Linked DNA regions of Mus musculus: regions 2, 3 and 4 are each linked to region 1. Evidence: chromatin contacts called from public HiChIP or PLAC-seq data. All regions are on one chromosome and are shown on one strand. The core of a region is the stretch at or near the end of the contact, and the rest is flanking DNA. Distances in the headings are between cores, read along the strand shown.

What was found. HiChIP or PLAC-seq counts read pairs in DNA pulled down with a chosen protein or histone mark.
Region 2: a FOXA1 HiChIP or PLAC-seq map of pancreatic cancer cells shows a contact between it and region 1. The contact joins the promoter of AI847159 here to the enhancer-like site in region 1. A contact is called at or near these places in 3 of 39 promoter capture datasets (the 3T3-L1 cell line, 3T3-L1-derived adipocytes and the HPC-7 cell line), 1 of 484 Hi-C or Micro-C datasets (the C2C12 cell line) and 1 of 115 datasets of contacts at active chromatin or transcription factors (pancreatic cancer cells).
Region 3: an HNF4G HiChIP or PLAC-seq map of pancreatic cancer cells shows a contact between it and region 1. The contact joins two enhancer-like sites. A contact is called at or near these places in 9 of 39 promoter capture datasets (the 3T3-L1 cell line, the C10 cell line, the HPC-7 cell line and 5 more), 1 of 484 Hi-C or Micro-C datasets (bone marrow-derived macrophages), 1 of 115 datasets of contacts at active chromatin or transcription factors (pancreatic cancer cells) and 2 of 9 other capture datasets (liver and macrophages).
Region 4: a contact with region 1 is called in an HNF4G HiChIP or PLAC-seq map of pancreatic cancer cells. The contact joins two enhancer-like sites. A contact is called at or near these places in 2 of 39 promoter capture datasets (hippocampal neurons and pre-B cells) and 1 of 115 datasets of contacts at active chromatin or transcription factors (pancreatic cancer cells).

What each region holds. Positions count from the first base shown.
Region 1 is chr2:128,854,746-128,862,354 of GRCm38.p6, reverse strand. No RefSeq gene overlaps it. Among named protein-coding and RNA genes, the nearest start is that of Fbln7, 5.4 kb to the left of the region's middle. Within about 2 kb of position 2,069, at least 8 of the 459 cell types and tissues checked have an H3K27ac peak or open chromatin away from gene starts, as enhancers often do. A contact at or near this core is called in the HPC-7 cell line and pancreatic cancer cells, where this site is marked.
Region 2 is chr2:129,175,918-129,183,371 of GRCm38.p6, reverse strand. AI847159 (expressed sequence AI847159) reads left to right here and starts at 2,699. Exons shown (of 3, transcript NR_045264.1): 1 at 2,699-2,918; 2 at 3,113-3,162; 3 at 4,489-5,224. Gm39932 (a long non-coding RNA gene) reads right to left here and starts at 769. Exons shown (of 2, transcript XR_866734.2): 1 at 618-769.
Region 3 is chr2:129,228,977-129,236,340 of GRCm38.p6, reverse strand. A730036I17Rik (RIKEN cDNA A730036I17 gene) reads right to left here. Exons shown (of 5, transcript NR_045838.1): 4 at 2,556-4,532; 5 at 735-1,396. Among named protein-coding and RNA genes, the nearest start is that of A730036I17Rik, 14 kb to the right of the region's middle. Within about 2 kb of position 3,645, at least 51 of the 459 cell types and tissues checked have an H3K27ac peak or open chromatin away from gene starts, as enhancers often do. A contact at or near this core is called in pancreatic cancer cells, where this site is marked.
Region 4 is chr2:129,327,559-129,334,330 of GRCm38.p6, reverse strand. No RefSeq gene overlaps it. Among named protein-coding and RNA genes, the nearest start is that of Gm25703, 15 kb to the right of the region's middle. Within about 2 kb of position 3,515, at least 35 of the 459 cell types and tissues checked have an H3K27ac peak or open chromatin away from gene starts, as enhancers often do. A contact at or near this core is called in pancreatic cancer cells, where this site is marked.

The sequences.
Region 1 (7,609 bases), core at 820-3,319:
AACAGACAGGAGATCGATAAGGATTCCGGCGTGGGGTGGTGGTGGTGGTGGTGGTGGGGGAGACAGGGTTTCTTTATGTAGCTCTGGCTGTACTGGAACTTGGTCTGTAGACCGGCTGCCCTTGAATTCAGAGATCCTCCTGCTTCTGCCTCCCAAGTGATAGGATTAAAGACATGTGCCACCAGCAGCAGCATGAGGTCTCTTTTGTAAGGACACTATAGTTATCTAATTCAGAAATATCCTAAGGTGACATCTCATCACACTACCATACTGAGGAAGGAGTTTAAAATATGACCATAGCCAGTTCCCTGGAAAGCATGGAGCACTGGGCACTGGGCATGGGACCTACCGGCCACCCAAGGATTGGCTATCCAACAAATACCACGGAGCTGTTTCCTCCCATCCATTGCATCGAGCAAAGTCCATGTCCTTGTGCTTTGAAAGTCTTGCTGAGAGACCCAGTCAGAACACTGCATGTCACTGTCCAGGTAGAGAGGAAAGGACAGCTGCCAAACCAGGGTAGCCCTTAGAGATGGTGGGTTTCTGTGTCAGTCTCCAATGTGTCTGCTGGCTATGAGAGAGCCACCCGTTTCCTGGCTGGGCTTGCCTCTCCTGTGAATGAAAGCTTTCATTCTATTCGGAGCGGCTATTTATTTTGACTTTTAATCTACCCCGTATTTACATGGCAACTTCCAAGCACTCTTAGCGGTTCTGGTTCCATAGTGGACACTAGAGGCTGGGCGGATGTGAGCAAGCCCTCTTTTTTCTCCTTTTACCCCTTCCCCAATCATAAAGCTGAGACACACCAGATTTCTAAGAGGAAGAGAATGAAACAATGTGGGAGCTAATCTCCTTTGTCAGCTTGACTGGGTTTGAAATCACGTAGGAGACACACCTCCTAGGCTTGGCAAAGAGAGTGTGCCCAGAGAGTTTTAATTAGGAGAGATGACAGTTTTTGTTTTTTTTTTTTTTTTTCCATTTTTTATTAGGTATTTAGCTCATTTACATTTCCAATGCTATACCAAAAGTCCCCCTTACCCACCCACCCCCACTCCCCTACCCACCCACTCCCCCCCTTTGGCCCTGGCGTTCCCCGAGATGACAGTTTTTGAATGTGGGTGGCACCATCCCCTTGGCTGGGGGCCTGGACTGAGGAAGAGGTGGGAAAGCAGAAGCCAGATGAGCTCCAAGTCTTCTCCACCATGCTGGACTCAATCCATGAACCCAGAGAAGCCCTTCTTCCACACCTGCTCCTCTGGGGGCAAGGACAAACACAGTTTTTTTAATGAAAGAAACTGTTCTAGGAACCGAGGGTGTAGCGCAGTTGGTAGAATCCTTGATTGATGTTAGTGAAACTTGAATTGGATCTTCAGCACTGCATAAGCCACTGGAAGCACTCACCTATAGTAACATTACTTGGGAGGTGAAAGCAAGACTGCAAAGGAAGAAGAAGAAAGTTGAATCTTAATTTTTACTAATATTCTATCCATGTAGATCAGAGACATACTCCTGTGTCATTATTAAAGTACTGGACACCTTTTTCTTTGGACACAGGAGCTCTCATTGGTCTGGGACTTGCCAAATAGGCTAGGCTGGTTGGCCCCAGGATCCTCCTGTCTCTGCCTCACCAACACTGGGATTAGAGGTATACCCTACCAGGGCTTGGCTTTTTATACATGGGTTCTGGGGCTCAATCTCAGGTCCTGATGCTTATAAGGTAAGCATTTTACTCAATGAACCAACTTCTTGGCATTTATTTATTTATTCATTTATTTAATCGTTTATTTATTTATCTGATAGGCTCTTACTATGATTACAGAAACCCCATCACTCCTGGCTAAGAGAGAAAGATTTGTTGTAGAAGTCTGTGTTGACCACCTGTCTACTGGCAGCAAACAATGAAAAGGGCTGTCCTATGGAGCCTTCATGGTCCCTTAGGGTGCCCACATCATGGTTCTCTCCTGATCCATGCATGAACCAGTCTTGCTGTCGACACATTCACAGGTCTGCATCTGCCCATGACTCTAAATGTCATCATCCTCTAAGAAGCTATTCCGAAGGTCTCAGGGACAAAGCCTAGCATGCTAGTCTGACCAGGGATAATATGGCGAGAGGAGGGAGGGGATCACTCAGCAGGAGAGCCATGATTTCATCCAATTCCTTCATTATACAAATATTTATCAAGTGCCAACTCCAGGCCTGGCCCTGAGCCAGGTGCTACATTATGCTCACACATTATATCGGTCAGCAAGCCATGCAGTTGTGTATAACATTGAGGACATTGTCTGGCTGTGTACAACATCAGGACAAACCAAAGAAACCACTGACCATACCCTGAGGGCCACTTCCAATCTTACAAAACAAATGCCTGTTTAAAAAAGACAAACAAGAACTAGACCTCATTGTGTCATAATTACAGAACAAACATCATTCGGTGTCTGCCAAGGGAAGAGAGGCTTTGAAAACCCACAAATGCCTTTCTACAGTAAAGTCTAAATGCACGTGGAAGGGGCAGAGTAGTGGGCTCAGTTGGTGGATGATGTAATTCTTGGAGTCAGACATGGCTGAGCTAAACCTCGCCTGAGTAGGTACCAATAGGGGCTTGTGGCTCTCCACCTCTTTTCATTTCTCATTTATATGAAAATAAAAACGTTTATCAGAGCCAATAAGACATCCTAAATAATAAAGAGCCAGACGTGAAGGAGTGAAGGATAAATAACCCTAAGGATGTTTCAAGAAGCTCTAGGAAATTATTTTGTGTTTACTTAAAGTTATATATAACATATGTACATAGAGTTTACTTGAGGCGCTAATATTCCCTTCCTACAAATTAAAAAAAAAAATCATAGAGTATTTAACAAAAACCCCAGTGCCTGGTATGGGACACTTATTCCTTTTTGAGCTGTTGGTCAGGAGAGTCTACGAGACTCACAAAACAATATAGTTTCTTGCCATTGTCCTTGGTGCCTTCCCCCAAAAGAACCTACTGCTGAAAACACCACATGCCGTGGACAAAGAGTTTAAAGAAATGCCGTTGAAACTGACCTGGAACCCTTCCCTCAGGACTAGTCCTCATAGCATTGGCTAGAGCCATGCGTGCTGTCAAGTGGGGAAAGCATCCAATAGTTCTATCCAGCTACAACACACAAACCACAACCATAACCATAAGCCTGACAAGATCAAGGCTTCGACAGAGCTGAGGGCAGAGCAAGGGGGGCTGGGCAAGCCCCATCACCATCTGCTTCCTCTTCTTACTGACAGTTATTTTTCTGGAGTAAATATCTTTGGGTAGTTTGGCTGTTATAGCCCTGGTTAATAGCCTAAGTTTTAAAAAAGTTAAAGGCTTTTAACTTTTTTAAAAAAGTAGTGTCTTAGTTACGTTTGTATTGCGGTGATAAAACACCATGACCAAGGCAACTTATCAACCACAGGCAGAGAGAGGATGCTGGCAATGACCTGAGGCTTTTGAAACCTCCTAGCTCAGCCCCAGCGATACTTCTTCCAAGAAGATCAAGCCTCCTAGTCCTTCCCAAACAGTTCCACTAACTGGCTCAAACATAGGAGCTGATGAGAGCTGTTCTCATTTAAACACCACAATAAACTTCCAGCCACACTTATCCTAGTATGCAGATCATTTAATATTATTTTGAGAATTCCATATATGATACTGTACTTACATCATTTCTATTCTACATTCCCCGACTTCCAACTCCTCCTGTGCCCCCAACCCTTTTCAAATTTATGATCTCTTTTTTATTACTTTTATGTATATTTATATATACACACAAACACAACCTGCTTGGTCCATTTAGTGTTGCGTGTATGTACACGTGTTTAAGGCTGTTTGGGACTGGATACCCTCTCCAGAGTCTCATCCTTGGAGGAGACTGATTTCCCTTCTCTCAGTAGCCATTACTTGCCTGTAGTCCTTTATCTAATGGTAGAGTCTTGTGAGAATTTCCCCATCTACATCAGCATGTCAACTGGTGGTGTTATTGTGCAGGGCTTGTTTAGGTGTTCACATTGTTGAGATGTCATGGGTCATATATAGGAGACACTATAGCAGATGCCCTGGACCTCTGGCTCTTGCAGTCTTTCTGCACCTTCTTTGGCAATGTTCTCTGAGTTTTAGATGTAGGGTTCTGATGTAGCTGTACAAGTTAAGGCTGGGCACCATTTTGTCAGGTGTTCTCTGAACTCAGACCGGCTGTGGGTTTCTGAATGGTCTCTATCTACTGCAAAAGAAGTTTCTTCGATGGGAGGTAAGGATTACATTTACCTGTTGGTATAAGAGTGAATACTTAAATGAAACTACAAATTAAACCGGGGGTTAAAGAGATGGCTCAGTGGTCAGGAACACTGATTATTCTCCCAGGCAACTCTTATAAGGACGACATTTAATTAGAGCTGGCTTACAGGTTCAGAGGTTCAGTCCGTTATCATCAAGGCAAGAGCATCCAGGCAGGCATGGTGCAGAAGGAGCTGAGAGTTCTACATCTTCACCTGAAGGCTGCTAGTGAAAGACTGACTTCCAGCTAGGATGAAAGTCTTAAAGCTCACACCCACAGTGACACACCTACTCCAACAAGGCCATACCTTCTAATAGTGCCACTCCCTGGGCCAAGCATATACAAACCATCACAGGTGTGTTCGGCAATAGGGTCTCATCTTTAAGTTCTGTAAGAGAGCAAAGGGCAGTAGCAATGGCCTATATTGTTTTGGGAGTCTTCTAGATTTCCACTAACCAGCAATTTGAAGGGAGAATTCCTAGGCTGGATAGTAAGGTTTTTGTTAGTTCTTGGGGAAGAGAACTGACACTCTAAGTGCCATTACTTCATTCAAACTCTATCATCTACCTGTCTGTCTATCTTCTATTATCTATCATCTAATATGTGTAGACACAATGTATTTTTAAGTTAATATAAAACAATGCTTCCCTAAGGCTTTCCAAACACCCTTAATGCTGTTTATCCTTCCTCCCTGTTCTCCCTTCATATTGGCCTCTCTCACCACTTTCCCTGTCAATTCCCCCTGTACCTCCTTTTCCCATTTCTCTCCCACACCTATGTCCAGCTACCCTGCTCTGTAGAGCTCCTTCCTCCATTATTTTGTGGTACTGGGGATTGTATCTAGGGATTCATGCCTATTCTTAAACAGATTTTAAAAGTTCAACGTTTAAGTCCATAGCATAGGCCAGGTGTGGTGGCACACACCTTTGATCCTAGCACTCTGGAAGCAGAGGCTGGAGGGTGTCTGAGTTCAAGGCCGGCCTGGTCTACAGAGTGAGTTCCATTGCAGTCAGGGCTATGTAAAGAGAACCTGTCTACAAAAGTAAATAAACACTTTTTAAATGTAGCATGCTTAATTTCTTTAAGGTCTTTTCCTTCATCTTCAAATTGGCAGAAGGACATTTAGTAAGTAAAAACTGCATTTATTAGTTGGTTAAAGGCAAGGAAACAATTCTTCAGAGCTGGTATTTGGCACCATCTGCTGAGTAATTTGGGTATGTTTGCCTGGGTATAAACTGATTTTGAGGAACTACTGTCAAGATTATTCTCACCTGAATTCATGCTCAGCCAGGCTTTGGTAGAACCTTGACAGTGAATCCATGGTCATTTGCCTGGGGTAACTTCCTTTCTCTATGAGTACATCAGCCTTCGGATGTTTCAGGTGGAACTGGTCTCAGCCAAATCTGTGGCTTCCCCATGGCCCAGTCTCAGATGTGCCCGGCACATCAGCTTCAGCTGCTTTATACAGGCTGCACACCAGGCCCCTTTTGTATTATCTTTACATCTGACTAGCAAGTAAACACAGCTCCCCCTCGTCCCAGGACTCTGAGGACAACCCTTCACAGGCAACGCCTGCTCCTATGATACTAGCCTCTTCACTCTGCCAGGAGGGTGACTCTCAGCAAGCTGGTTAATCTCTATGACTCTCATCTTTATTCCAGGGGGAAGTTATAATAATGTGCTTCCCTCTGAGGTTTCCATGTCCCCCCACGACAGCTCCAGGCTGGCTATGAAGCAGTCACATTGCACCTGCTTACAGATGACGCACTTTAGGCCTGGTGCCCTAAGGCCACGCTGGCTCTTCATGTTTCTGGTATCATGGGTTTTCTTGGCTGTAGTTTTGTTTTGTTTTTGAGATGGGGTCTCAACTATGTCATTCTGGCTAGTTACAACTCTCTATTTAGAACAAGTTGTCTAATAAATAATAAATCTTTAAAATAAAATAAAAAGGGCTGGTGAGATGGCTCAGTGGTTAAGAGCACCGACTGTTCTTCCGAAGGTCCTGATTTCAAATTCAAGCAACCACATGGTGGCTCATAACCATCTGTAATAGAATCTGATGCCCTCTTCTGGAGTGTCTGAAGACGGCTACAGTGTATTTACATAAAATAATAAATAAATCTTTAGAACAAGTTGTCCTTAAACTCACTGAGATCCACGTGCCTCTGCCTTAGGACTGCTGAGATTAAAGACATGCTCCACCACACCCAGATTTTATTTATACACACACACACACACACTTAAGGTGCTGTCATGTTTTATGAATTTATTTTTAATGTACTTCCCTTTTAAAAAAAACTGTAGGAAAACACAGAGAAGTAGGGACAGAGCTTCAAGTTGCCCATAGTCTACTAACCTAAATAACCTAGTATTAGTTGTGTTCTACAGAACTGGAACAGTGGTAGGCCCATGACATGTCACTTCCTAGACTAACTGGCAGACAGACTGGTGTGGCCATATGACTACAAGACACTATACTCAGAAGCCAGGTTCCCCATTTCTGGAGTCAGCCTCTGAAGCTGCCAGCCCTTTGGGTGGCTGGAAATGGAAATAAACTGTGGGGTCCTCAGAGCCATACAGAGCAGGCAGGGCTGCTCTTCCTACCTCACCCACCTACAACTGTTGGCCTTTTTGTTTTGTTTTTGTTTTTCAAGACAGGGTTTCTCTGTGTAGCCCTGGCTGTCCTTGAACTCACTCAGTAGACCAGGCTGGATCCAAACTCACAGATATCCCCCTTCCTCTGTATCCAGAATGCTGGAATTAAAGGTATGTGCCACTATGCCTAGCTCAGATAACTTTTTAAAATCTGATTTTTTGTTTTGTTTTGAAATCTGCCTGCTTCTGCCTCCTGAGTGCTGGGATTAAAGGCATGCCCGGCTAAAATCTGATTTTTAAAAAGATCTACATATTATATGAATGTTTTGCTTGCACATAGGTGCATTGCATGCACAGGGTATATAGTGCTCTAACGGCAGAGGAAAGCATTTGATCCCTTGGGATTAGAGTTAAGGACAGTTGTGAGCTGCCACGTGGGTGTTGGAAAAAACCCAGATCCTCTGCAAGAGTAAGTGCTCTCAACTGCTGAGCATCTTTCCAGCCCATGGATATTTTTCTGAAGGGCTGGACCTGGCTGTGATCACATGGTAGCTGAACCTCAATGGTAGCCCAGGCTGTGGGCCATTCAACAATTTGCTGTTCAGTCCTGTTTTGCTTCCCATAGGTGTACAAAGTCTCACACGTGCCCCTCTTCAGGCTTCATATATGTTCTTTCCTGGTGTCACAAATTCTTCACTTTAACTCAAAAGCGGCAACCATTGCAT
Region 2 (7,454 bases), core at 1,450-3,949, 320 kb before region 1:
CCTTCCATCCAGACCAGCTTTATTTTCCATTGCTTCATGGCCGGGGGGGGGGGGGGGGGGGGCATCGACTGTACCCAGGCTGGCTTGTCCTTCCCACCACTCCCTTCTGCGCAGCTGTACACAGTTATTTAGCAAAAGGTAAGCTTAGATTTTTATATTTTATTTCTTGGGGGTTTTCCCATAATTATCTACTGAGTGCCACCATTCATAAAATTAGGAAAAAATAACTTCCTCAGAAGTCTTATCTGCTTCACAGCCCACCCTCTGGTTCCTGCCTTGTACCAATCCTGAGCAACAATGAAGCTACCTGAATTCTACAGACGAGAACTCAAGTCTCAGAAGACACGGGTTCCTCCTCAGCTGGAAGAATCCTGGGCCAGAGAGCTCTAGTCTCCGCTCAGGACCTGTTTATTCCACGGGTTAAGGTCATCCCAGTCTCCCTCACTAAAGTGAAAGCTCACGGGAACATGGGCCATCCTCACTTCCTATATTTGGCAAACAATGAGCACATTAGTGTCTTAATCTATGCAGACTGCTAAGACAGTACGCCGTGGACTCTAAGCAACAGAAATGTATTGCCCAGAGGAGGCTGGGAAATTCCAGATCAGAATACTCACAGGTTATGTCTCCTGAAGGCCCATCATTTGACCTACAGAAATCCATCCTCTTTCTTGTCCTCATGGCAGAAGACTGAGGGAGCTCTCTGGGAGTTTCTTATGAGAGCATTGACCCATGAAAGTTTCACTCTATTATCTGATCACCACTCAGAGGCCTGCCTCCTGATGCTACCATATTTGGAGTCAGACTCAACACTGGAATTCTGAGGCACACAGTCTACTACAGATGGGTTATAACTACTCTACATTAAAAAAAAAAAAAGCAGCACTAGGTAAATGGTTAGGCTTTTGTTTTTGGTTTCATTTACAGAGTTGCTGTGCATGCATGTGCGAGTGTGTGTGCTTGTATGTGCATGTGTGTCCTGTTACTGAACCCAGGTCTTCATGTCAGTGGAATAGGCAAGTACTCTAACTGGACAACAGTCTCACCAGCCCCTCAAATTCAGTATAAAGATGAAATTCCCGAGTTGAGGATGTAGTTCACTCAGTAGAGTGCTAGCTTAGCTTGTTCAGAGCCTCAAGTTTGATCTCCAGCATCAAATAAACTGGGCTTAGTGGTGTGGGCCGGTAATCCTAGCCCTTTGGGAGGTGCAGACAGGACGAGCAGAAATTCAAGGTTGTCCTAGGTTTCATAGTTCAAGACCATCCTGGACCCTGACTCAAAAAGTTTAAATTCCCTCCCCCTCGTTCTCCCACCCTTGAGATCTTTTTTAAAAAATGTGTGGGTTTGCCTGCATGTATGTCTGTGTAGCATATGTATACTGTGTCGGAGGAGGCCAGAAGAGGGTGTCAGGTTCCCCTGGAACTGGAGTTACAGAGGACTGTTAGCTACGGAGTAGGTGCTGGGAACTGACTTCAGGTCCTCTGAAAGAGCGATCAGTTATCTCTCCAGCCCAGTGCTGTCCCTTTGACAGACTGATCACTGCTATCCTAGAAAGTATTTGATAAAGTTAAAAGAACAAAGACCCTGGTAAGTTAGCCTCGGCCAAATCATAGTTGGATCGTTCTTATCAGCTTTCCTCATGGAGGTGGAGTGCCCCCTATCGGAATGGCTAGAAAGTAGCCGCTCCCCCACCCCCATGTCTGCAAGGTCTTTCTCTGTACAAGATGTGTAGGTAGTGTTACCAGGACACAAACAGAATCATGACAACACTTTGCAGTGTAATTTCATGATTTATATATCAATTATGTTTTATGAAGTTATTTTTAACTGACTAAAAGGTTTTATAGCTGGAATGTTGCTATATTGGGATGGAAGACTGGAATAATCTTCCCCAGCCCTGCATTCCTCTCACCTCTTGCTCAAGGTGAGGCTATGCTAGGCAGGAGGAGGGGCAACTGCTTATCACCTGCCACTATTCCCGTTGAATGTCCAATCACCTCCTGCCTCTCTAGGCCTAAGAGCCACTTTGTATCCCCCCGCCCCCCCCCCCCCCCCCGCCCCGTCTCTAAAGTCCAGGCTTGTTTTCTTAATTTCTTAGATTAGTAAATCTAAACATGCTATTGTAGGCATTCCTGAGCTCTATGAACCCACTGTTAACTCTCTACTCCTTGGCCAAGGACAGCTTCTGTCATTCTGAGACAGTGGCCTGCTTTGTCCTTCCATGGCCTGCTGGATCCCTCTAAGTCTCCCTAGAAAAATACGAAAAGGGGCCAGGTGTGGTGGCACACGCCTTTAATCCCAGCACTCGGGAGGCAGAGGCAGGTGGATTTCTGAGTTCGAGGCCAGCCTGGTCTACAAAGTGATTTCCAGGACAGACAGGGCTATACAGAAAAACCCTGTCCCGAAAAAAAAAGAAAGAAAGAAAGAAAGAAAGAAAGAAAGAAAGAAAGAAAGAAAGAAAGAAAGAGAAAAAGAAAAAGACGAAAGGGTACAATACAAAAGGAAAAAATACAAGGAACCAAAGAGGAAAAATACAAAAAGCACAAGCAGGTCCTATATCCAGACCATGAGGCCATCGCCACTGTCAGCTAACCCTGGAGAGGCTCCTTCCTTGGCAACAAGGTCAAGTTCACAGTCTGCAAAGCAGGACTGGCCAGAGCCCTCATTTGATTATAGCTTAATCCTAATCTGACCAGGTTTGGATGCAAAGCTTTCTCAGTTTAACAGTGACCGGAGTATCTCTGCTCTTTAGGACAGAGCTTTCTATCTTAAGGTCCCAACAAGTGCTTTTTGGTGTCGGTGCTAGAGTTTCATGTTTGCTGAGCAAGTGCTCTACCGCCGAGCTGCATCTCCAAACCCACACAGGAAGCCTTGTAAAAAACTGAAATGAAAGAAAATACCAGAGCACATTCAACAATGTGAGTATTATTTCCTGAAAATTGTGGTAAGGCGTGTGTGTGTGTGTGTGTATGTGTGTGTAAACTGTTCATAATATAAAATGTATTTCTTTGTGTGGGTGGGGGTTTAAAAAGTTTTGAAAATATTGACTTAAAGGAAAATATCCATTCCTCAAATAGTATACAAATATTATCAGAGCTGTGTCTTGCTCTAGGAGAAAGAAAAACAAAAGTTGGCTACCACATCTGGAAAGCTCCGGATGGGGTAAGTACAAAGGCCACCAGCACAGGATGTAAAAACCACAGTCTGAGGGGTGTCATGGGAGAAGCCACCTCCTTCTTTAGGCCTGATGGCTGGTTCTGACATTGGCTAGGGAAGGAAGGGAAATGGTATGCTTCTGATGAAGCACGGATACCAAGCCACAGCCCCAAGCCCCATGGCTGGAGCTGCTACCAAGACCTTGGTGTGAATGCTGGGAAAGGACCCAGAGTGATGGGAACAGACAGGGATGAGAAGAACAAAAGTGGGAGATATGGATATATAAATATAAATATGTATATATAATTGAGTATTTATATTATATTTAATGTATGTATGTATATGTGTATATATAATATTTTTTAAGGGAAGGGGGGTGGAACAGTGGAGGACAGCCACTTGAAGGCCAGATGTTGCCTTTGTTTCTACCTCAAGGCCTTTTTAGACTTACCTCATTACTGATTCTGATTAAGATGTATGCTACATGAGTCCATGGTCCGATAGGAATTTCTACATTTAGATTTTCCTTGTATGTTCCTGTCTGGCTAGAGCCAGTGTTGCTGTCTGGTTACCAGACTCAGCTGTGCCTCCCCTCACAAAGCACAGGGGTTTTCTCTTCTCATGTTCTCTGGGTTTCCCTGCTGAGCCCTATAGCCTGTCCTTTCGGCTATTTTGTGGATGCTTTTTTCTTTACCCTTCTCCACTTTTTCAACCCCTTAATATTAGATAGAAGAGAGAAAAGGATGGCGGGGAAAGGGGGCGATGATATTGTTAGGATAATTCCTGCTGATTAGGGCTGTTGAGTTCCTTAGGGCAAGTTTGATCTTCACAGTCAGGATATCTTTCTCTTTCTTCCTTTCTCTCTCTCTCTTTCTTCCTTTCTCTCTCCTTCTTTCTCTCTCTCTCTCTTTTTTCCGAGACAGGGTTTCTCTGTATAGCCCTGGCTGTCCTGGAACTCACTCTGTAGACCAGGCTGGCCTCAAACTCAGAAATCCACCTGCCTCTGCCTCCCGAGTGCTGGAATCAAAGGTGTGCGCCACCACTGCCCGGTGGATATCTCATTTCTTGTTTCTTTGTGCACAACTATTTAACAAATAGCAACCAACCAACAACCAACATTGAACCAACAACTGGCCAGTCAGCCCCGTCGATTGGGGTGCTAGCATTTATACATCCTCTGAAAGGTCGCCAGAATTCCAGATCTCATACAATAACAGAAAGTATCTGCGGCTGGCAAAACCACGCCCCTTCTTAGAGCAGGAGGCAAGTCATCGTCAGCCGCATATCCCACACCTGGGATTAAAAGTCTTATAATATGTCTGTGTTTTTCAGAGAAACCAACATTCTCACTACCAAGCCTCAGCACAGCTGGAAGGAATTCGAAGGAGAAGTGTTGTCTCCTGGCCCTTCCCCTGACACTCCTGCGGTTGCAGACAGGTTGACTATAGAAAATCACAGCAGGTTGGAGCATTCCATTTCCTACTTTGCAAACAGGGAGTGGCCCAACACCTACTTCTGCATCTCCGCCCAGACTCGGGGGTGGGGGAGGGTGTAAAGGACCTTAAGAGCGAGCGTATTCCTTTTCCCTTATGCAAAAAGACTGTTGACCACTCTACGTACAAAATGTCCCCTGTCTGTCTGCCTTTTCCTCAGCAATTGCTGAGCCAGTCATTGGAAAGCGGCAAGGCAAAACACCCATTACCAAGATGTAGCTACCAAAGGACTGAGATTTGGGATCAGAAATTCAATACCTTTACCCCAGCCCTTGTGGACAACTTCCTCCTGTGGGACTGAGGACTCTAAGAGGTCACCAGAAAGTTATATATGAGCTCCTCCATTGCATGGACTGTCTACCCCTCCTCATCCCTGCCCGAGCGCCCTCTGCTCTCAGTGAGTTCTGCTCTTTGTTTCCCCTCATCTTTTTCCCTGTCTGAATCCAACCCACAGGGATTAGCTCAGTTTTCTTATCTTCTAGGAAGCCAATCCACAAAGAACACTCAAAATGCCTAAAATCTCCTTATGGCACTTAAATGTTTATGGGTAATAAAAGGAATCACTCCTCTCCTTATGTGTGACCTTGTGATGTTTGTCTCTGAGTTTATAGACTCCTGGAACCCGGGGACACTTAACTCTCTCTGTGCCTGTCCCAGAGCTGAATATACAATAGGCTCTCAGAGCTGAGTTCTAACATCAACCTGATTGAAAAACCTGGCTTCAATGGTTTTTGGTTTTTGTTATTTATTTATTTACATGCCAAATGCTGCCCCTTTCCTGGTGCCCCCCCAGAGACCCTCCCCCATACCCTTCTCTTCTGAGAGGGCCCCCCTGCCCCGCCCCAACCCCGCCAGGGTATTTCCCCAACCCTGAGGCATCAAGTCTCTGCCAGATTAGGAGCATCTCCCACAGAGGCCTAGAGCACTTTTAAATCACCCATCCCAGGCCTTGTCAAAGTAGCCATGACTAAAGGAAATCACAGAGATTAAATGAATTGTTTAATTAATTGCTTCATGCGTCATAAAAGTTTGATTGCTTTAACTATAAAGAGGCAAGATGGAGGTCAAAGGGCATTATCTTTTAATTTGTTTATTTCTGTTTTTCATTTGATTTTAGGGTTCTCCATATTCTTCCAAATTTTACTCTCAGTTTTAATTTTGCAGTGGCTCCTAAATGTCATGTCAGAACAAAAGGCTCTGTCTAGAAGTCCTGTTCCCACTCCATCTGCTTTATCCCTCCTGTCCTGTCTCTGCCATGCCCTACAGCAGGTAGCTAAGCTCATTAGTCTCTGCTTTTTTTTTTTTTTTTAATTTCTATTTTTGTTCCTTTTTTCTTGAACAAATAGGTACCTGTTCTTACTTCTTCCCCTAGAGGGTATTCTTGAGGTAATTTCTTTCACGACTGCCTCACCACCACAACTACCACCTCCTCCTTCTAGTCCTTGTCCTCCCACTCTGCCACCCCCCTCCTCTGGTGTCTGCTGGCTGGGAGGATCAGGACCAGCGACAGCCCATGACAAAGGGATTTGTTTTGTGTTAATCCTCACTGGAGTTAGTCATAGTGACAAGGAAATAACATTCTTCCCAGGGCTAGCTTCATTTCAAATCCTGGCCAGAGACCTAAAGAGACCTACGTAGCCTTGTGAGGGGTTACGTAGCCACAGCCTAGTCCCTGCAACTGAGGAGGCAAAGAAGTATCCACAACCAAGCTTCTGCCTTGCTCATCCTCCTAGAGGAGGACACAATGCTAGTGTACACTGGCGTCCTAAAAACCACTTGTAAGACCTTTTCAGGCTCATGCAGCGTCCAGGAGTCCTGCACACGTTGCAGGAAAACCACGCTCTGCATCTGTGCTGGCTAGTTTCACGTCAACTTGACACAAGCTAAAGTCAACCGAAAGGGAGGAACCTCAATAAAGAAAATACCCACACGCCTTTAATCCCAGATTGGGCTGTAGGCATACCCGTGGGGAATTTTCTTAACTAGTGATTGATGTGGGAGGTCCCAGCCCATTGTGTGTGTGTGTGTGGGGGGGGGGTCCTGTGTTACATAAGAAAGCTGGCTGAGCAAGCCATGATGAGCAAGCCTGCAAGCAGCACCCCTTTATGCATCAGCCCCTGCCTCCAAGTTCCTGCCCTGCATGCGTGCCTCCCTTTCCCACTTTTGATGTGAGCTGTTCTAGAGAACTAAGAATGAAACAAACCCTTTCTTCCCAAGTTGCTTTTGTTCACGGTGTTTCTTCACAGTTATAGGAACCCCAGCTAAAGCAATGCCTATACCTTTTTAAAAACATGAACTTTAAGAATTGAAGACTGGGGCTGGAGAGATGGCTCAGCAGTTAAGAGCACTGACTGCTCTTCCGAAGGTCCTGAGTTCAAATCCCAGCAACCACATGGTGGCTCACAACCATTCATAATTGAGATCTGACGCCCTCTGCTGGTGTGTCTGAAGACAGCTACAGTGTACTTACATATAATAATAAATTAATCTTTGGGCCAGAGCAAGCAGGGCTAGAGTGAGCGGAGGTCCTGAAGTTCAATTCCCAGCAACCACATGATAGCTCACAACCATCTGTACAGCTACAGTGTACTCATATACATACAATAAATAAATCTTTGAAGAAAAAAAAATTGAAGACTGGCAATCCTCTGGACCCATAAGATCCCATTTCAAGGCGAATATAATATGTCTGAGTAAGTTAGTTTAAGTTATAGAGAGATGGCTGAAGGAGTGGAGTGCCTCTGACAGGAGTGTCCATTGGAAAAAGTGGGAGTGGGAGGACTCTTGCCTTGGAGTCAGGCTGTC
Region 3 (7,364 bases), core at 2,396-4,895, 370 kb before region 1:
TTCAGTCACATGTGCTGCCTTCCTATTAGATGAACCATCTGTAAATATAATAAGCACATTTTCTATGGGCTGCATGCGTAAATTTACGGGGAATACAAAAGCATAGAGGCAAATTTAACAACTTGTCTTTTGGATAATGATTATCAATTTTGCCTTAAAAATTTGCACACGCAGTAGGCCAAATATCAGTATTTTGCAATAACCCATTTAATTGCTGTCTGGAAGAAGGAATAAATATTTCATCAAGTTCTTTCTCAAAATATTTTCATGATTCTATCCTACAGTTCTGTATTAATACAGCAATAGCTTCATAATAAGGTGTTAAAACTTTCTTTAGAGACAAAGAAAGATGAATCCATGTTAATGGTTCCTTTCGCCAAAGGTTAGCCAATTAATATCTCCTCAAAGCTTTGGAAAATAATTTGAATTAAGTAAGTCACCCTTTCTTTCTTGAATTTTCTGTGCCACAGTTTTTCTAGGATATAACTGAGGCCCCAAATATTAAAAAATATATTGCCTTTGAATCTTTTCTGGAGCAACAACTACTCCAAAATTCCTTTCCAATCTTGGGGGTTGGGGTATAAATTTGCTTCTACCACTATATCCAATAAAGCTTGGGGTGCCACCTGACCAAGCCCACTCAGTCAGTCAACAGGTTCTCCAGCACAGGAAAAACCAAAAGAAAAAAAAAAGGGGGTGAGGATTAAAAAGGAAAAAGATAATTAGACAACATTGTAGCATGACCTCAGTCACTTCTGAGACTAAAGGCCGGTTTAATTTTTTTCCTGTCTGCTTTTATACCATTTTAATTACATGCAAGTGTTGAGTAGTACAATGAGGAATCAAGCGAGACAATAAATAGTCAAGTAACAAGCAAGACAATACACACCAAGTCCCCTGATCTCTCCACTGATGCTGTTTCTAAGGATGATCCAGATATCAGAGCCTACTTCTTTGTTCTACCCTAAAACCAGATTCTTACTTCCTTGTCCTTGGCCAACGTCAGGTCCCTGCCTGAACTGTCTTCTTTGCCATGCCCTAATGTCAGATTCCTGCCAAGCAGCCCAATTCCTTGTCCTTGGCCAATGTCAGATCCCTGCCAAGCGGCACCCCAAAAGGCTCTCCACACCCGGGTTAGCCAGCTTCCTCTCTTCTTCCCAGAACCCCATCTTTTTTCTATTCCAGGCCTAATTTTGACAGAGCTCTTTCAGCTTTCACTGGAGAGCTGCCTGTTCCAGAAGGGACAGGTGCTTCTCCTTAGCCAGGGGACAGGGTCAGATGCAGGCTGATGCGGAATGGTCAGGCAGGAAGCCCCTCCAGGTCCTGCCAGGTCCCTTTACTCTCCATTCTGGGGATGCTCTTGTATGGCTTCAGGTGCAAAAGAGGAAGTTGAAAACTATCAGAGACAAGACAGAGACAGAGAGTGTTTAGATGGCCTAACAGGCTCTTAACTTATGTCACCTCAAATGTATTTGTTAAAATGCTTAACTTCCACTTGGTTGCGATAGAAGTGGGGTGTTTAGAAGATGAGGTCATGTGGTAGGAGCCTCTGGAATTGGAACTTGCCCTCATAACAGCTACTGGAGAGCTACCATTCAGTATAGTGCCTATAAATCAGAGAATGGTTTGATCTCCCATTGCCCCGTCTCTCGAAGGTGAGGAGGAAGGTTTTTTTACTGTTCACTACTCAGCCCATGATATTTTGTTTACAAGACAAACTAACCGAGAGCTGAACACAGTGACCTGCACCTTCAATCCCAGCATTCCGGAGGTCAGCAAACCTCTGCGAGTCTGAGACGAGCTTGGTCTACTTTTGTGAGTTCCAGGACAGCCAGGAAGACCCCATCTCAAAATAAAATTTAAAAACAAAAACAAACAAACAAAAAAGCCTAGCAGCACAAAACAGCCCAGACAGACAGAATGCTTTAGACAGGCACACAGAGACCATTTCTGTGTCTCTGAGCTCAGAGGCTTATCACAGACTTCAGTCTAAAGACAGGCCCAGCTTCTTCTCTGCTCTATCTCAAGAAGCTGCCCAGACAAAGCCGCTTTTATCTGCTGTTGTCACCATAAGATTCAGACCTCAGGGCGGCCACAGAAAAGCAGACGCACTTCTTCTATTGGAGAAAAGCAGCATGGGGACTGAACTCACTCGCACTAACAGTCAAAGCTCCTCACCCCAAAGTAAAGAACGGGAGGGATTGGATGTCCTGCCTCAATGAGAACGTCAGCGTCAAGGAAGGTGGAATGCCCTGCCTGCTACCCCGGCTCTCAAACCCAGCTTCAGACATGCTTTTCTTTATTTTGAAGCACGGAGCCTGTGTCCTCTCTGTGCTTCTCTGTGCTTACCCTTCTCTCTCTCTTTCTCTCTCTCTCTCTCTCTCTCTCTCTCTCTCTCTCTCTCTCTCTCTCTCCTCTTCCTCTCTTCTCTCTCTGTCTCTGTCTCTCTCCCTCTCCCTTCTCCCCTCACCCTCTCCTCTGTGTGTGTGTGTGTGTGTGTGTGTGTGTGTGTGTGTGTGTGTGAATGCCCACATGTGTTGGAGGAGAGGACTCACCTATGTACTATGGACACACATGTGGAGGCCAGAGGTCATCAGGTGTCATCGTCTCTCACTCTCCACCTTATTTTTAAGACTAAGTCTCTTGATTAACTTGGAGACTATCATTTCAGTTAGACAGTATGGCCAGCGAGCCCCCAGGTTCTGCCAGTCTCTGGTAAGCCGTTGGCTGGTTACAAACACACACTGCCAAGCTCAGGTTTTACATGGATTCTGAGATCAGAAGTCTGAGGCTCAGCAAACTCTACCTGCTGACATCTTCCCAGGCCTCTTTACCTGGTCTTTTTTTTCCTTTCCATTTCACTTTATGCACATGGGTGTTTTACCCATGTTTGTCTATGCATCACACAGAAGCCAGGAGAGGGCGTCAGACTCCCCTGGACTGGAAATGGTTGTAAGCCAGCACATAGGTGCTAGAAACTGAATGGGGTCTTCTCCAAGAGCACCCAATGTGCTTGTTGCTGAGCCAGAGCTCCAACTAATGCTCTCTTTGCTAAGCATTAGGAAGAAACACCCAAATGACACAATAGGTTCACAATAGGAATATTCTCATTTTCTCAAAGGGTCTAAAGATCCTATAGTAACATCGTCCAGCTGAAGGGGAGAACATTCTGGAATATTTTAAGTCTCAGAAGTTCAGTGTTCATCAGCTAAGCACTCGGCCCTTCATACGCTCATTTCTCTCTTTGCCTCCTGGGTCCTCTCTCTTACACTCATCCATTCACACGTAGCTGCACAGAGTGCCCAGGGACGGAAGTCAACAGAGGCAGGGAAAATCTGGCCCAGCATCTACTGTGGGTGAGACCCAGGAATCTAGGGCTCTGGAGGATGGAGCAAAGAAAGCTGGGCTGGCAGGAGGGCTCCTTGGCAGCAGGCAACAGAGGTGGTCCACAGCAGGGAGGGGAGAGAGAGGCAGACCCCGAAGAACTGGGGAGGGGGGCTCCTGTGGTTGTCCTTGCTACCTTCTCTTCCACTGCAGAGCCAGTGGCCAGGTTCTATCAGCTTGAGCCTTGCACTCCTCAGTGGGGATCCCGCTCACTGTCTGGGAGCATGTGCAGTGTGAGTCAGCACAGTGACATCTCTCTAGTTCCAGCCTTACTCCACGCAGCAGTCAAAGTCCAGAATGGAGTCCAAAGGCTGTGGCTCGCACGGAGCACGTGTCCTCACACTTGGCTTGTGAGAAATGCTTCCTTCCAGACCGCATCTGACGTTGGACTGGAAACTCATCAGAAGGAAAGAGAGTTGTCACATCCAGAGCAAGTCCTGAATGCTAAGAAGTCGGGCAACCAAAAATCTTTATTTCAGTCCAATAGTGGAAGGACTGACCTGGGTATATTTCCCTCTGTATGATAATTTAAATACTCAGTGGCTTTTAGGATGCCTAGGAGACATTAGACCAAGTTGTCCCGTGAGTCCCAGGCACTTTCTCTGTCATTTTGAGGGGTTGCACAGAGTCTTGCAGTTTCCAGTAACTGGTTCCAGGCATATGGAAGAGACGTGTGAGTGAAGCATTGTGCACACAGTGACTGTTTGGGTTGTAACAGCTCCCTCTGCAGATCTCCTGCCAAGCCTTACCCGGGTTTCCACACCCGCCCACCAAGCATATGGAGACTTGGCTAGAAACTGCTCCTAGGAAGCCCACTTGGCACAGTAGGACTTCACACCAGAGGTGTGAAGGACTAGGATTCCTCTGCTGCTAAGCAAGCTCCCTAATGACAGGCACAGGGGTGCAGCTCTGGTCAGGTTCTTGAGGACTGACAGAGGAGGCCTTATGTCCAGTAGAAGTTGTTTTCAAGAAAGCACTCGTCTCAGGGGTAGAAAGATGGCTAGGTAGCCAGGAGCATGCTCTGTTCTTCCAAAGGACTTCAGTTGAATTTAAAGTTCACAACCATCTGTAACTCCTGCTCCAAGAGATCCAGTGTGCTCTTCTGGTCTCCACTGACACCTGTACTAACATGCACAGATACACACAACCTATGCATAATTAAAAATAAAATCTGTTTTTAAAAAGAATGAAATCTCCTTCATCAATATTCCAACATGTTTGGGGAAGGGAATAATGAGGTGCCCCCCCCACACACACACACATCTGAGACCATATGGATAATGGTTGCTTGTGGGGTTTTGTGGGTTTCATGTTTTTCAGTGGTTTAGTCATACATACACACACACAGACACACACACACACACACACACACAAACACACACACACACACAAACACACACACACACACGTAGGAGGGAGGTCACTGAAACAAAGAAAGAGTTTGGTGGGAAAGGAAAGGCAATAAGCAAAGATAACAAGGGACTATAATAAAAAATATATAACTACTATAGGTATCTATGAAATTGTAAAAGACCTATATGTGTGTGTGTGTGTGTATACACACATATCTATACATATATACACACATATATACAAATATATATGTATACATATATATACACACATATATACGTATGCATATGTGTGTATACATACACACACATATATATACATATACACACACATATATACAAATATATATATGTATACATATATATACACACACATATATATAGCCATTCACTATTTTATGCCAATGAGCAAAAGGCAGAACTCTGCCTGTGTGAGAACAGAATGGACTTCTCTCTACAGTTAAGAATAGGTCCCAGGCATTACACAGAGTATGGCAATCCTCAGGTGAGATAGGCATGTGTGTTGCAGTCCTTTCTCTCGTGTGTGTGTGTGTGTGTGTGTGTGTGTGTGTGTGTGTGTGTGTGTGCGTGTGTGTATGTAGCAGGGGAAGATCCTTAAATCCTAAGCATCTGCCTTTGGAGCACATCTAAGGAGAAAGGGGCATCTCACAACCCAAGGTGAGGATGAGGGACCTGGAATAAGGAGAGGAAGACTGGGGACAGATGAAACGTGATGTTTGGGACTTTGCAGGGTGCTACCATAGTAGGCAGTTTCCATCCTTTTTGTGCCCCTAAATTCTGTGCCCCTATGTTAAGGCAGACTTCCCTTCACAATACAAGCTGAAATGCCAGAGGCTGGAGTTCCCAGTTTCTCTATAGGAAGACATGGACCAGGGCTCCACCAATCAGATAAACCCACACAGCATTTGACTCAGAAGTTGGTGGCATGAAGCTCTCTGTAAAAGCCACTCATTGGAGCCAGTGAGGTGGCTCTGAGGGTAAAGACACTTGCTGACAAACAGTGTGAGTTCCATTGGATGTCTCGAGGGAATAAGGCAGAAAATGACAAAGCAGAATGACCGAGCTCTGTCTCTGCAGTGTGCACATGCACACACATCATACAAACAAACAAACAAGCAAATCCAGGTATCAGGGATAAGGGAGAGTGTCCTGTTGCTGTGTAAGTCAAGAACATGGAAATACGGTTTTATTTTTAGTTCTTAGTATTTAGTAGTAGTAGTGGTAGTGGTGGTGGTAGTGGTGGTATATGTGTATTAGTGCTTTGCCAGCGTGCATGTATGAGCATTTCCCTCAGACTATAGAAGAGCCTGTTTGATCCCCTCGAACTGCAGTCATAACAGAAGTTGTGAGCCCCCATGTGGGTGTTGGAATTGAACCCAGGTCCTCTGGAAGAGCAGCCAGTGAGTGCTTTTAACCACTGAGCCAATCTCTCCAGCCACTTTTTAAATTTGTTGTTTTGTTTTGTTTTTCAAGACAAGGTTTATCTGTGTAGCTCTGGCTGTCCTGGAACTCACTCTGTAGACCAGGCTGACCTTGAACTCAGAAATCTGCCTGCCTCTGCCTCCCAAGTGCTGGAATTAAAGGCATGGGCCACCACTGCCTAGCTTGTCTTATTTTTAAATGTTTTGAAATTTTTAAGTAAAAGGCAACATATTATTCTACAAATATATTAATGTCTACATAAAGGGAAAGATAAAGTATGCATTCTAGAAAAAAATGGTGGGCCCATTAAGGGGCAAGTGGTGAGGGATTGGTGGTCTCTTTAACATCTAAATCAATTTGTGGAGCTGATAGGACAATTTATACTTTTCTTTTTTTTTTTTTTTTTTTAGTTGAACATCTTCAAGTTTGTTTCTTTTATGTGTGCAATAATGATATTTTTAAATACACTAAACAAGAAGCAGAAGGCTAGATCTACTCTTCATTATGTGAGACTCTGAGAGGCAAGAAACCTCCCTTATCTAAGGAGAGGATGTGCAAAGATCCATCGCATCCCATCTGCAGCCCGCCAGCCGCTCCAAAGGTCACTGCAGCTCAAAAATGAAAGTCGTTAAAAATTATGGTATGCTTATGCAACAGAATATTACTCAGCAATAAAAAAAGGGGGGGATTAAAGACCCAGGCACAATTGCCTACTCTAATTTCCATGAAATTCTAGAAAAGACCAAAGGAAAGCAAGTACCGGTGAGGCTTGTGGCAAAGGAGTAAGTAAGAGGGGACGTGGACGGTGACAGATCCTGAACTTTACCAGTTAAAATTTGCTTAACTTTACTGTGATTATATTTACCTTGGTCTGCATGCTTATTCTATCTTGCCATATACTGAAAATGGGTGCATTTTATTGCATGCAAAGTCTATGGTTCCCAAAGTGCTGTAACCGCACAACTGTTCATCATCCAAGAAAGCCTTTCTCTTGGATGCTACGCCGATGCGGACACAGGATGGTATCTTTTTTAGCTGCTTCTCAACTTGTTCAGATCAATAAAGACACAAAATTCTGCTCATTGCAGAAGACTGAAGACCCTTTGTTAGCCCTCGGTAGTCCCCTCCCCGCTGAAACGGTCAGTCACATTACGAAGCCCCACTGGTAACTGGTCTCAAAGTGTG
Region 4 (6,772 bases), core at 2,266-4,765, 470 kb before region 1:
AGTGTTTATTGGATTGTTATTCAAAGCACTAATGAGAAAAGAAACAAAACAGGAACCAATTAATTAATATTTAGTATCTCATATGCAGCTGTTAAAAATGCTTTGAAGGAGAATATCTTATGTCATAAGTAATTATTCTTTTTAGAATGTTTAATAATAGTAAAATCACAGTTTATACACATAATTTTATTCTAATACTGGTGACTGTCTATATGTGATACATATATGCAATTCTATATTTTTATATATGAAATATCCATGTGTCTATATGTAAAACTACATATAGATGTAAATAACTGCATATATGATGTGTATAAGTACATATACAAGGTATATTCTGCTAGCCTTGCTTATATGTTTTCAATCAATATGAATCAAATTTGCATAAGGAAAAAAATTGCCTCTCTGTTGAACAAATGCAGGCTTTTCTTTCTTGTTATTAGTGCCTAATGGTCCAGCCTAACAGCTCCTTGCATAGCATTTACACTGTAGTAGGTCCTACATCATCCATAATTCTCTTATAGTCAGTGGGAGGATGTCCCGGGCTCCAGGCCAACACTGGGCCATTTCATATAGGGAACTTAGCATCCTCATCTCTAGAGAGCAGAAAGAGATTACACAAATCGAGGGGAGGGGCTGAGACCTGAAAATAAGGCAGCTCTCCGGGAGTTTCCAACAACACAGCCCCTGAGGGCTCCTCAGCTCTGTGCCACACAATGAGGAGCTGCCATGGACTCCAGAAGCCCAGGGAAGCCATGTGCAGAAGAAAGGGGGTGAAAACATGTGTGATCTCTGCCCCGGGTTCATGATTCAAGAAATTCCTGAGTCAGGGCAGAGACCCTGGAGTAAGGCTGAGAGACCCTAGCGAGTCTGGGCAGGAACCCACATCCCAGGGGTGCTCATTGTTCAGACTGGGGAGGCCCGTGTAAGCATCCTGAGAAGTGTGAAGAGACAGCCCCTGGGCTACAAAAAGAAAGAAGCTCTCCTTTAAGGAAAGGAGGGAGCAAGAGGAAGTTTCAGGAGTTTTCATAGAAAAGGTAGGGCCTAAGTTAGGACCTCAATCAGAGAAGAGTTTCTACCATGAGACATGTGGAGATCGATCAGCACATGCCAGGGGAGGGGGTTTAGCACAGAGGCAGTGCCGGCTGTGCCAGGGTGGGAAAGATATGACAGGTGTTTGGGAAACCTACAATGCCACAGTTCAGAGACAAAGCTGTGGGTCACCTTGCTCCTCCTGTGACATGACTTCATAACAACAGATGTGCCATTTCCTTCCTTTTGAGAAGAAAATAAAAACAGAGGCAGAGAAAAGACCAGTGGTTTGTTATAGTCAAAACAAAGATTGAGAAAACAGAACTCAATCCTCAGAACACCCACCCGAAGGCTGGGGGGATGGCTCGTTAGTTAAGGGCTTACGGTGCCAGTGTGAGGACCTGATTTCAGATTCCCAGGAACTGCATAAAAGCTCAGTGTTGTCATGCAAGAAACAAAAGTTGGGGAGACAGAAAAGTAGATCCCCAGAGCTCACTGATCAGCTGATCTCTTCACACAGTAAATTCTGGCTTCAGGGAGAGACTAGGTCTTGAAAGATAAGGTAGAAAGTAAAAATGAAAACACCCAACATCAAACTCCAGCCTCCACATGCACACACGTGTGCATGTATACACATTGGATGTGTGTGTGTGTGTGCAAGCATATTATACATGCATATACCACACACGTGTGCGCGCACACACACTGACTTAGCCTCTGTCCCTAACTACTGGACTACTATGACCAGCTTTATCCACTGTAGACTAGCTCACAGGTGACAGCCACCACTGTTAATGCTTCCATTTTTACTCTCCAAAAAATATCTAAACTTAGTCATGAGGTTCAAAGATAAGTCCACTAATGGTCCACTTCACTGGGAACCCCAGCCTTTACGCAGACTTTCCCACTGACTCATTGCTACTCTTGACTTTTTTTACTTTTCTCACCTGCAAAATTGACATGTTTAAGGAGACTTCCAAGTATATTTAAAAAGAAGAAAGAAAGAAAGAAAGAAAGAAAGAAAGAAAGAAAGAAAGAAAGAAAGAAAGGAAGGAAGGAAGGAAGGAAGGAAGGAAGGAAGGAAGGAAGAAAGAAAGAAAGAAAGAAAGAAAGAAAGAAAGAAAGAAAGAAAGAAGGAGAGAGAAAGAGAGAAAGAAAGAAAGAGAGAGAGAGAAAGAAAGAAAGAAAGAGAGAGAGAGAGAAAGAGAGAGAGAAAGAGAGAGAGAAAGAAAGAAAGAAAGAAAGAAAGAAAGAAAGAAAGAAAGAAAGAAAGAAAGAAAGAAGGGAGGGGAGGAGGAAAGGGGCTAGGGAGAGAGAGGGGAGAGAGAGAAAAAACAATCCACTGCTGCCCTGTTTGGCATCCAACTTGTGAAGGCAGAGGCTCTGGCCACTCTGCCTCTGTCTGTCCCTGTTATCTGGTCCTCCAGCCATTCCCTGGAGGAAGCCAGTACTCCCCTCCATTCCTCTCCTTACAACATGATTTTGTCTCCTTGGTTATTTAAGTGGCAAGAAGTGTCCCAGATCACAGACCAAACATGGCCTAGAAGCAACAAAAGTACTATACTGTACATTTTGCGTTAAGTCATGTGTTACCCTCAGAACAGTTTATAGGAATGAGTTTGATTTTTCAGCCCAGCATCTGGGCTTGGTGCCTAGGAGAAGAACATAATAATAAATATGTGGTGACACCTTTGGATGAGGAAATTGAAACCCAGAAAGAACTTACAAGATAACTTCTACCTCCTGGCTAGCTATCTCCTTTTACCTTAAGAATATGGTCATCCTCTGCGCCCTGAACTTTGCCCTCCTTTTCTTGGGAGACTGATTCCTCTGGCCCCAAGCTGACTCACCCCCATACATCTCTTGGGTAAGATAACTATCTTTTAAAACAGTGTGTGGAAATAATATACTAGTTACCCCATCCCCCAAAACACCAGGAAAAGTCCAGGCTGGTTGAGGGGCTTTCATTCCAACAGCGAGTCCTTGCCTTGGCCCTCATAGCGGGACTGTTCATATGGACAGATTAGTAGTAACATCGGGAATGAACGTACTGCTCCCCTGGTCTCATGAACTGATGCTTTATTCACAAACTGACCTCTATCCAGTGATTGACCATCCCCACAAAGCAAGCAGTAGGTCTTTCCTGCACTGCTTACATTCCTCACCCACTCCTTAGGAGCTGCATTACGGGACTATGCGTCTGTGGAATGTCTGCACACTTGGCGGTCATCTCTATTTGTCGCGACAATAGTACAAAGCAGACCCACTCACTCCCTTTTCCCACAGATAGTTCCAAGGGCATCTTAAGAGAAACAGGCTTCTGGGTGAACAACGATAGGTGGAGACCTGTGGCTGAACTCTTTTACCCACAGCTATTTTTTCCCCTATCCATTGAAATCATTAGATACTCAGTTGGCAAACGCGCATGGAAATTCTGGTTTCTGCTATTACTACAAACTGCTACTGAGTAATCGCTCTGGATTCACTTGGTGCCCACAAAACTCGGCCTCTACTTCCTTGGGAATTCCCCGGCGTAGAGAGTTCTCAACGCCTTGGCACTTTGCTATTTTTAAGGCTGGAAGTGGAATGTTTGTAGAACTTCCTCTGCAAAAGGAAATAGTAACCTCTAAACATTCATCGAAAGAGATAGCAGACGCTGTTTTAAGGTTCCTTCCGTCGATGCCATCCAGCAGAGCTAAGAGCCTCCTGCCTTTCCTGTAACCTCCGCAGAGGCTCCGAGAGAAAGCTAGGCAGTGGCTCTGGGGCCCACTGGAAAACACTATCATCCATGCTTGTCCTTCTACCTACTCCACATTTTCAGGGATCTTTGTCCTTCATTTTCAAATATCAGGAATGAAAAGGTTCAGTAAGGAGAAGTTGGTACTCTCTACCTGAGCCTGGCTCCCAAACACCCCAGGCGAGTCTCTCCACAGCCTGGCTCATTGGCCACTGAACCTCTACTGTGCCTTTTTCCATGATGGAAAAAATACTTTGTGCCCAGCCATAAAAACGTTCTCTCTGGACTTGAGACTTCCCTGTAGCCGAGTCCCTCCAGACTCAGGCTCAGCAGTTTATCTCTGCCTCCCTTCCCGCCTCTCCCTGGCCAGGAAGGCTTGTCCAACTGGCACAAGAGATATCACCACTGGTCTGCATCCTTAATTGAGTTGCCCAGTTTCTTTTATCCTTACAAAGTATTGCCTTCGTCCTTGAGCTGGCACAGTCCCTTCTTAAGACATTTCCATGGCGGCTGCGACAGTTGGGGAGCAGGAGGGGGGGAGTGTGAGAACAGAGAGGGAGGGAAGGAGAAGGGAGGAAGGAAGTGGGGAATGGGCTGGGTGCTACTTGTTAATCATAACCAGGTGAAGGATAAAACATCACCTGTTCTTTTTTTCTCCCATAATTGTACTTTCAGACCTAAGGGAACCTTAATCTTTTCCAGAACCTTCTGTTGAACACTTATTGCAAGTTTCAGAATGATGGTGTGAATACGCCTTCTTACAGCTAATGCTGCTCCTTTTCCTAAACCCCATTAGAAGAACATTAACGGGTTCTGTTGTGCTTCACACTGCTTTCTTCTTAAAACATTAACCCACAAGGATGCTGAGAACAGAGGAGAAAACTGCGAGAACAGGGAGCAGGGAGTGGGAACCTGAATTCTTTAGGTCCACCAGGCAGTTCTTCAGTTCACCGACTTCACACTAACAACAGCAACCCAGGAGTTCCCAGCTTCACACAGGAGTTCTGCAAGCAAGCAAACAAACAAATAAATAGAAGTTGTTTTTGAGGGGCAGTAAGATGTGTTTGCTGTCAAGGATTATGTCCTGAGCTTGATTCTCCATTACCCACATGATGGAAAGATAGAAATGACGATTTTTAAACTCAAACCTATTTAATGTGGGGGCCAGTGAGGTTGCCAAGCACAAGTGTTTGAGTCCCAGGACCCAACTGGTAGAAGGAAAAGAAATCAGCTCTGTAAATTGTCTTCTTCTAACTTCCACATGTATAACTGACACACAATAAAGAAATAAAGTAGTAAAAAAATGAACAACAAATATACATGAACTGGTTTGGACAATGGAAAGCAGCTGGACACGTGGAGGCTGGACCTACGTGGGCAGGAGAAAGGAAAAGAGCCAGTCAGAACCCTGCACCTTTGGGAATGAGTTGGTCAATAAGTAAGACTGTTTGTAAGATGATTAAGAACAATAGAGTCTTACACACACACAAAACAGTGATTCATGTAGGATTCCATTCATATAAACTATAGAAAACATGAAGTAATCTATGGGGACAAAAACAGATCTGGGTTTGTTTGGAATGAAGGGGAAAGGGGGACAGACTACAGAGAGGCTTAAGAGGAACTGGTATGTCCTCAGCCGTGGAGACAATTTGATAGGCATATATCAAGACACACAAACAGAATAATTTAGCTAGGAGCAGTTTGTCAGCTGTCACTTTTACTTGACAAAGCTGTCATTGAAGAGCTGTTAAAGCAGAGACGCGGGGCTAGTCAAGGTGCTAAGAACAAATGACCATTGAGCACATAGCCTTAAATGGGTCAGTCTTGTCAATCACTCCATGTCCCACAAAACATTAGAGAAGAGGACAGAAGGAACATAAGAGGCAGAGGCTGGGAATAAGAACCCTGAAATGCTGTCTTTGGACAGGACAAGGTGCCGTTCTCGTGATCCCATAGCAGCTGTGATTTCTTGCATATGATCTGTATGTAGACTGAGTCTATAAGCATTCAGCCACAGATATGGCAGGGGCTCATGAGGCCCAGCCCTTCGCAGGAGAGCTATTGACTATCCAGAACTGTGAGGAAGAGGAAGTCATTGTCTTCAATGATGTGGCCACTGTTGAGTAACTCATGCCTCCTGCCATAGTTCCACACCCATGCCCACACAGGCAGCCCTGGTTAACTCCAGTGGATCACAAACCAAAACCATGTAAGACATGAAAGTGTGGTGGGAGTGGGGGGAGGAGGGGCTTGTGAGATTGGGGGAGCATAAGAGACGATGGGGGGGGATGTGTATGATCAGAACCTATTAGACATGGATATGAAAATGCCAAAGAATAAGTTAATACAAGAAAGCTATAGTTTAAAATGCTGACATGGTGTGGAACTAAGGGCTGCAGAAATAGCTTGAGTAGGTAAGAATGATTGCTGTGAAGGTAACTGGACCTGAGTTCAAATCCCCAGTAGCCATATAAAAAGCTAGGCATGGGAAAATATGGCCCACAACTGGGAGTCAGAAACAAGTAGGTCCTAGGAACTCTCTGGTCAACCAGCCTAGTTGAAACAGAAAGCTTTAGGTTCTGTGACCTAAAAAAAATAATGGAGGAAGGTACCTGATGCCTTCCCTGGACTTCATAAGCATATGTGTGGGGATACACACACGTGCACACATACGTGCACACATACATATACACATAAAATGCAGGCTGCTAGTTGGTTCTGTGATTTTAGAAAACAATAATAATAATTTTACATATAGTAGAAAAATAAAAATGAAATAATCAGGAAAAGGTGAATGATTAGGTTCCCAGAATAGCTCTTAGCAAACTACCAGGAATCGGATTCTGTAAAAACTGGAAAATGAAGTGGCTTTGTACTGGAGGATGCCAGGTAAGATAAAAAGAGAGTCTTGTAAACAAGACAGTTCCTGAAGGCAGAAAGTCTTCTGTGAAGAATCCCAGCTTCCCCCACACCTAATGCAGGCTAGTCTCTGTCCCCATA